Regions from separate parts of the Mus musculus genome. Here region 1 is linked to region 2. Evidence: chromatin contacts called from public Hi-C data. All regions are on one chromosome and are shown on one strand. The core of a region is the stretch at or near the end of the contact, and the rest is flanking DNA. Distances in the headings are between cores, read along the strand shown.

Region 1 (2,862 bases), core at 353-2,852, 220 kb before region 2:
CAATTGGCCTTTACACCAGGAGACAGCAATGCCAAAAGACCAAAACGTGGCAAACAAAAATAGGCAAAAGACTGTACCAGATTCATCTACAAGTAACCAGCTTTGTACTTGGATTCAGAACATGTTTGGTGATAGCAAAATAACTGGCTGCCACTTGTGATTCCTTGGACTGAACAGAGCCTTGCAAGGCATGGCCTTTGTACAGAGAACCTCAAGAAAACAGTGGGAAAAAAAAAGCAAAAGCAGAATGACAAAGTTGCTGGTGTAGGCAAGAAATAAGTGGTCATCAGCCTTCCCTTTACCTTAAGCTGCTTTTAAAAGCATATATCATTTTAGATAGCTTAAATTACATAAACTTTAGTGTATATTAAAATATAACTCAATTATGTGATAACTGATCGGAAGTGGGTACTAGCACCATCATTGAAATGAGAGGAGAACTCTAAGTACTTCTTATACCTTACTGTTGGCTGGGCCCTGACATGGTACTTTTTAACCTAAGAATCCAGATTATCTTGGCCTCTCTTCTCAGTCTTGCTCCCTAAAGAGAGATATTCGCTATAAATTAGTTATATTAGTTTGAACTTAAGATAGTGCCAAGGGATGTTATTATCATGCCTAACTGAGCTTTAGAGAGTCACAAGCCAACTCTCTATGTAAGAACACACACACGCACACACACACACACACACACACACACACACACACACACACACACACTCCAAATTACTATGCCTTCAGTGAGAATGCAGAAGCAATATTCAAAGAATTTAAAACTCTTGCTTTCTGTAAGAAGTGGGATCTGTCATTACTCTTCCCATTATGTGGATGGGTAAACAAAGGCCTTAAGAAGAAAGGTAGCTTGCTCAAGGCAGAGTGGATAATTAGCTAAATCTTTCAGGGTGTTCTCTCATGACCTCTACATTATGTTTCCTACAACTCTTAGGTTTCCTTACTCACAATTACCTGCATGCGCATTCTATATTAAAAAACAGCTCCCTTTGATAGCAGTTGTGAGCAAGCATGTCTGAGTGGCCATTTCCTCTTTCCTGGTTAATAGCCATTTGGATTTGGCACTGTGGTGTCTTGTAATTCTCAGTGTGAGCACGTATGCTGCCTCAGCCTTTACTTAACCTTCAGGATATTATCAGACTTAATCCTCCTGATAAGCCCATGGAGTAGGTAAGTGTTATTACCCTCATTTTATAGATAAACCATGGCAGTGCTGAAAGGTTAGGCAATCCACTCAGGCCATAGGGCAGGTAAACCATGTGGTGAGGGAGGCAGTCCTGATTGGTTATATTCCAAAGCTCAGGCAAGCCCTTTGTCACCTCCTAGATAATCTCCCATGGCAACCTCTGTGCTGATTTGAAATGTCTCATCACCCATCATTCAAGTATTTCTTTGAAATACTTCAAGATTCGGGGATCACATAGAATGTCTTAAACTCACCATCTAAGAAAGCTGAGAGGCTTATAAAGGAATTATTTTATGATTTAAGATAGACTCTTTGTAGAAATTGAAATGTTGTGTCCAAGTCACTGAAAATCAATTAAAAAGGAAGGTAAACATCTCTGGGGCTCCAAAATAAATCTAGGCTTTTTTTCTGGTGCTCTGCCTCTTGCCAAAATCCTCTTTTCTATGTCTCTACTCTCTGTTCTCATTACCCTCTAGTTCTCTTCCTCAGCACTTTTATGCCGATGCTTAAAAGTTTGATTCACAAGTTATGACAGACTGATACTAATGCAAAGTATCATATCCCAAATATTTATAATTTGGAGGAATCAAAACTTAAGGGATAAAATATCAAGGATGTAGCTTTAGGCTTGAGGTGAGGAAATTCTCAGGGTACCTTCCTGAGCTCTGGTCTCAGCCATGGACCAACCCAACAGTTAGCAAGTCAGATGACCCAGCCTTCATACCAAGGGCATTGATAATGCCCATCTCTCTGTGCAGAGCTCACTGCCTTGTTACCATGCCTTGGGAGTTAGATGAATATGGATGTGGTGCTGACAGAGGGATTGGTGGCAGCCAGTGAGTAAGATGGCTTCTGCTCTTGGCCCGTTGAGGTGACTGTGTGGGTGGTCTTGCGTGCCTTAGTTTCTCCATCTGTTTTAGTGGAAAGGATCATAACATTCTTGGAGATCACAGAATGGAATGTGCTGTGTAAACACCAGGCAGTGTTGTTACAATAAATAGCAAATTAGTGACTCCAGCTTCAGTTTCCTGCACTTGATGACTTGTGTGTGGATCTCCCAGAGATTCAGAAATTGTCTCTGGGAAAACAACAACAACAACAACAACAACAACAACAACAACAACAACATATTTTCTAACAGAAACAGAATTTTAGGATTTGAGTTGCTATCTGCTGAAATGTATACCCCTGCCTCTCTGAGGAGAGCTGACATGGTGTCCATGGATGGAGCTGATGTTCTCCGACTTAGCTCTTTAGCATCTGTCCCAATGGCTCCAAATTTTCTTACCTCTTGTTCTCTTATTTTAATTTTTATAAATAGCTATTTCCTAAGTGAAAGCATTCCCTTGAAATCTATCACAATGTTGTTAGGGAAGAGTGGAAAATAAGGATGTTTTACTAGTGTGGCTGCCGGATGAGAACAGGGAGACAGGTTTGGAGGGCCTTGCTTTTCAGTGTGGAGAGCAGAACTCTCTTGTTCTAGGCATTTCTGTTTCAAGAGAGACATTTCCATTTAGTGGTCCACCATACATTCAGGAATGGACAATTCTGTCTGCCCCTTCCATCAGAGCATTGCCTTACAAAACAAAATAAGGATCTGCGACTTCAAGCCCCAGTGCTCCCGTTTAAGACCTGCCTTGCTTTGTGTGCTATCTCTCCTTGGG
Region 2 (2,823 bases), core at 270-2,769:
ACCACCTGCAAAGCAGAGAGCAGATGTGAAAAGCTGAAGACATCAGCTTTGCCCTGGGGGCTGGAACTGTTAAAGTCCTTGGCGGGTCTTCTCTAATTTAGGGCTGATCAATTTGAAGAAAGGCAAGATGGCAGACTGACCAACTTGTTTTCATCTAACCTTGAACTGTTGAGCCAATTCATCACAGGGGCCCTACCTAAAAAAAAGAAAAAGCCCCTAAGACCTTTGTTTTAGCTGCAAGACTCTTGTTTGAGGTTCAGAGGATGGCGAAGAAGCCAGTCATTGTGGAAGTTAACTATCTGTGCTACCTATCATGGTCCCTCTCCCTATCTGTTTGCCTATGAAGGAGTCTGTCTAAGTCCTAGACCCTCTTCCCATGTAAGTTTGCCACACATTCGAGGTTCAGGTCAGGGAGGTACTTTCATGGTTTTAATCTAATTAGTTCATTGCTACAAAGGGCAGTAGTTCAACTTACAATGGTGTAGTCAAGAAATGACTACAACTTTACATTTGGTGCTAGGCCTTCATCTCTTCCTAGTCAAATTTGCAAAGTTCTCAAGTGGCACCCCAGGAGAAGCCCTTGCCTCAGCAGTGGCCTTCTCAGGCTTATCAAGAAGTTGCAAGCCATGAACTTGGTAATGAAGGGAGCTGATTGGCTCTGTGACTACTAAATTGAAATTTCTTTATTGGCTGATCAACACTGTCAGCATACTTGAGTATGGAAATACACAACCCCTGCGCACCCTTCCCACCCATATACCCTAGTAGAATGACTCCTGAGATGCTGACATGGAAAGACATGTTTTTCACTGTGTTTGCATCATCATCCAGCCTCACACAGAATTCCAGCAGAAAGCACTGTGCGAGCCAAAAGGTGTCTTAGTTAGAATTGTACTGCTGTGAACAGACACCATGACCAAGGCAACTCTTGGACAACATTTAATTGGAGCTGGTTTACGGGTTCAGAGACTCAGTCCATTATCATCAAGGCAGGAGCATGGCAGCATCCAGGCAGGCATGGTTCCGGAGAAGCTGTGAGTTCTAAGTCTTCATCTGGAGGCAGCTGGAAGAAGATTGGCTTCCAAGCAGCTAGAAGGAGGGTCTTAAAGCACCCCCTACAAACAGACAATGATGTCCTTTGTCCAACAAGGTCACACCTATTCTAACAAGGCCACACGCTGTGCCAAGCACATTCAGTCCACCACACAAGGCAATCTTAAACTGTCCTGGCAAGTTGGATCCTATCTCCTTCCATTCTCTAATACAAAATGGCAGGGGGAAACCAAGGCCAGCTGTAGCTTGACCTTGCCTACCCTAAGCTGGGCTCTCAGCTCTAAACTCAGAATATGTACATGACACAGAAAGTACAACCCTGCTTCTCTTCTCTGGTTAACATCCATTTCCAGATGCTCTTGTTGCCAGACCGTAAAGTCCAAAGTTCTCCACAGAGCACTTTAGAGCCTTTGACATATTCAGCTGGGCACAGCCAAGATGAACTGAATTTCACTGTGGCTCATTGGAGCTCCTTGGCACCAAGCAGCAGACTCTAATCCACATAACCGTGTCTTCTCGTCATCACTAGCGGTGATGATCCAGCCAGATTCAGTTCTTTGGCAGCAAAGAGGCAGTTACGTAGCAGGCCAGAGCGTGAGTGGTGGCACAGGATCCTGTCCTCTACCGCCAGGAGGCTCTTCAGAGGGTGATTTGGCTGGGTTTCCCTTGGGTTGGTTGGTTTCATTTCTGAGACAGACTTTCACACTATGGCTTAAACTGGCCTTAAACTCAACATTCTTCCAGCCGTTGCTTCCCATGTGCTGGGTTAGTAGGCATGAACCCCACGCCTGGCCTTAGTTAGGTTATTATTGAGGGATTTGCTTAACAGGCTTTCTTCCAGGTGGCCATTGTTTGGACATAGCTATTGTTTTGTTTTCTGAGCAACAGAAGATATTTCTAGAAAATTCCAGACATACTTTCTGAGGTCCATATTGTAAGATCCTTGAACTTTTGTCAATATTCTTATATACCTTTGTAGCGTATAGCTTTTGCTCCAGGAACAGGCTGTGCTACCAGCCCCCCTCAGATCTGTGGATGTAAAACACAGACACATACATTGCTCAATTTCAACCTACATTCTTGGCTCAATTGCTGGGCACTACTAATTTTCCGCAGCTAATGTACCCTTCCTAATACCTTAGCTCAGCACTCTAAATCTACTCTCAACTTTAATTACTCAGTTACCTTTAGTCCCAGTTCAACACCCTAACCTCCCACCTGGAAAAGTGGCCTATGGCCACTTGCCCAAGATCTTATATGGTTGGTTACCTTTTGTCCCTCTAAAGCATGGTGAAATTTTTCCTTCCTCCTCTTCATCTCCTCCCCTCCTTTCCAGGGACCCTGAAGTCCTGTCTCTTTCCTTCCACCCCACAATTGGCCCCTGGCATCTTTAGGGGTAGATCAAGAACCAATTGGGGAACAGAACCTTAGCATCGGACCCACCCCCTACATACTTTAAGTATGTAATGTTTTAAGATTAACATGGTTTTATTTAATTGGGCACAGACATGAAATTTCTGACACAAGAATTACTGCTAGTAGAAGGTGTGGCCAGGACTCAAGCCACCACTTCACACGTGTCCCTCATACTGCTTTCTTTTTTAAGAGTGCCAAAGCACATTAACTTCAAACGACACACATTGTAATGTGAGCAGAAATCCTTTCCCAAAAAAGGATGCAAAGTTCACTGACCCTTTGAACTTGCCTTTTTGGTTTTTTTGTTTGTTTGTTTGTTTGTTTGTTTTTGTTTTTTACTTATAAACCCAAATA

What was found. Hi-C and Micro-C count contacts between places; a contact is called where the count stands out from the background.
Region 1: a Hi-C map of liver shows a contact between it and region 2, with 2.7 times the contacts expected there. A contact is called at or near these places in 6 of 484 Hi-C or Micro-C datasets (the HL-1 cell line, the HPC-7 cell line, liver and 1 more).

Annotation. Positions count from the first base shown.
Region 1 is chr19:17,774,536-17,777,397 of GRCm38.p6, reverse strand. The region is part of intron 2 of Pcsk5 (proprotein convertase subtilisin/kexin type 5); the gene reads left to right. Among named protein-coding and RNA genes, the nearest start is that of Pcsk5, 62 kb to the left of the region's middle.
Region 2 is chr19:17,554,102-17,556,924 of GRCm38.p6, reverse strand. The region is part of intron 20 of Pcsk5 (proprotein convertase subtilisin/kexin type 5); the gene reads left to right. Gm41813 (a long non-coding RNA gene) reads right to left here. Exons shown (of 3, transcript XR_877744.2): 3 at 2,035-2,082. Among named protein-coding and RNA genes, the nearest start is that of Gm41812, 19 kb to the left of the region's middle.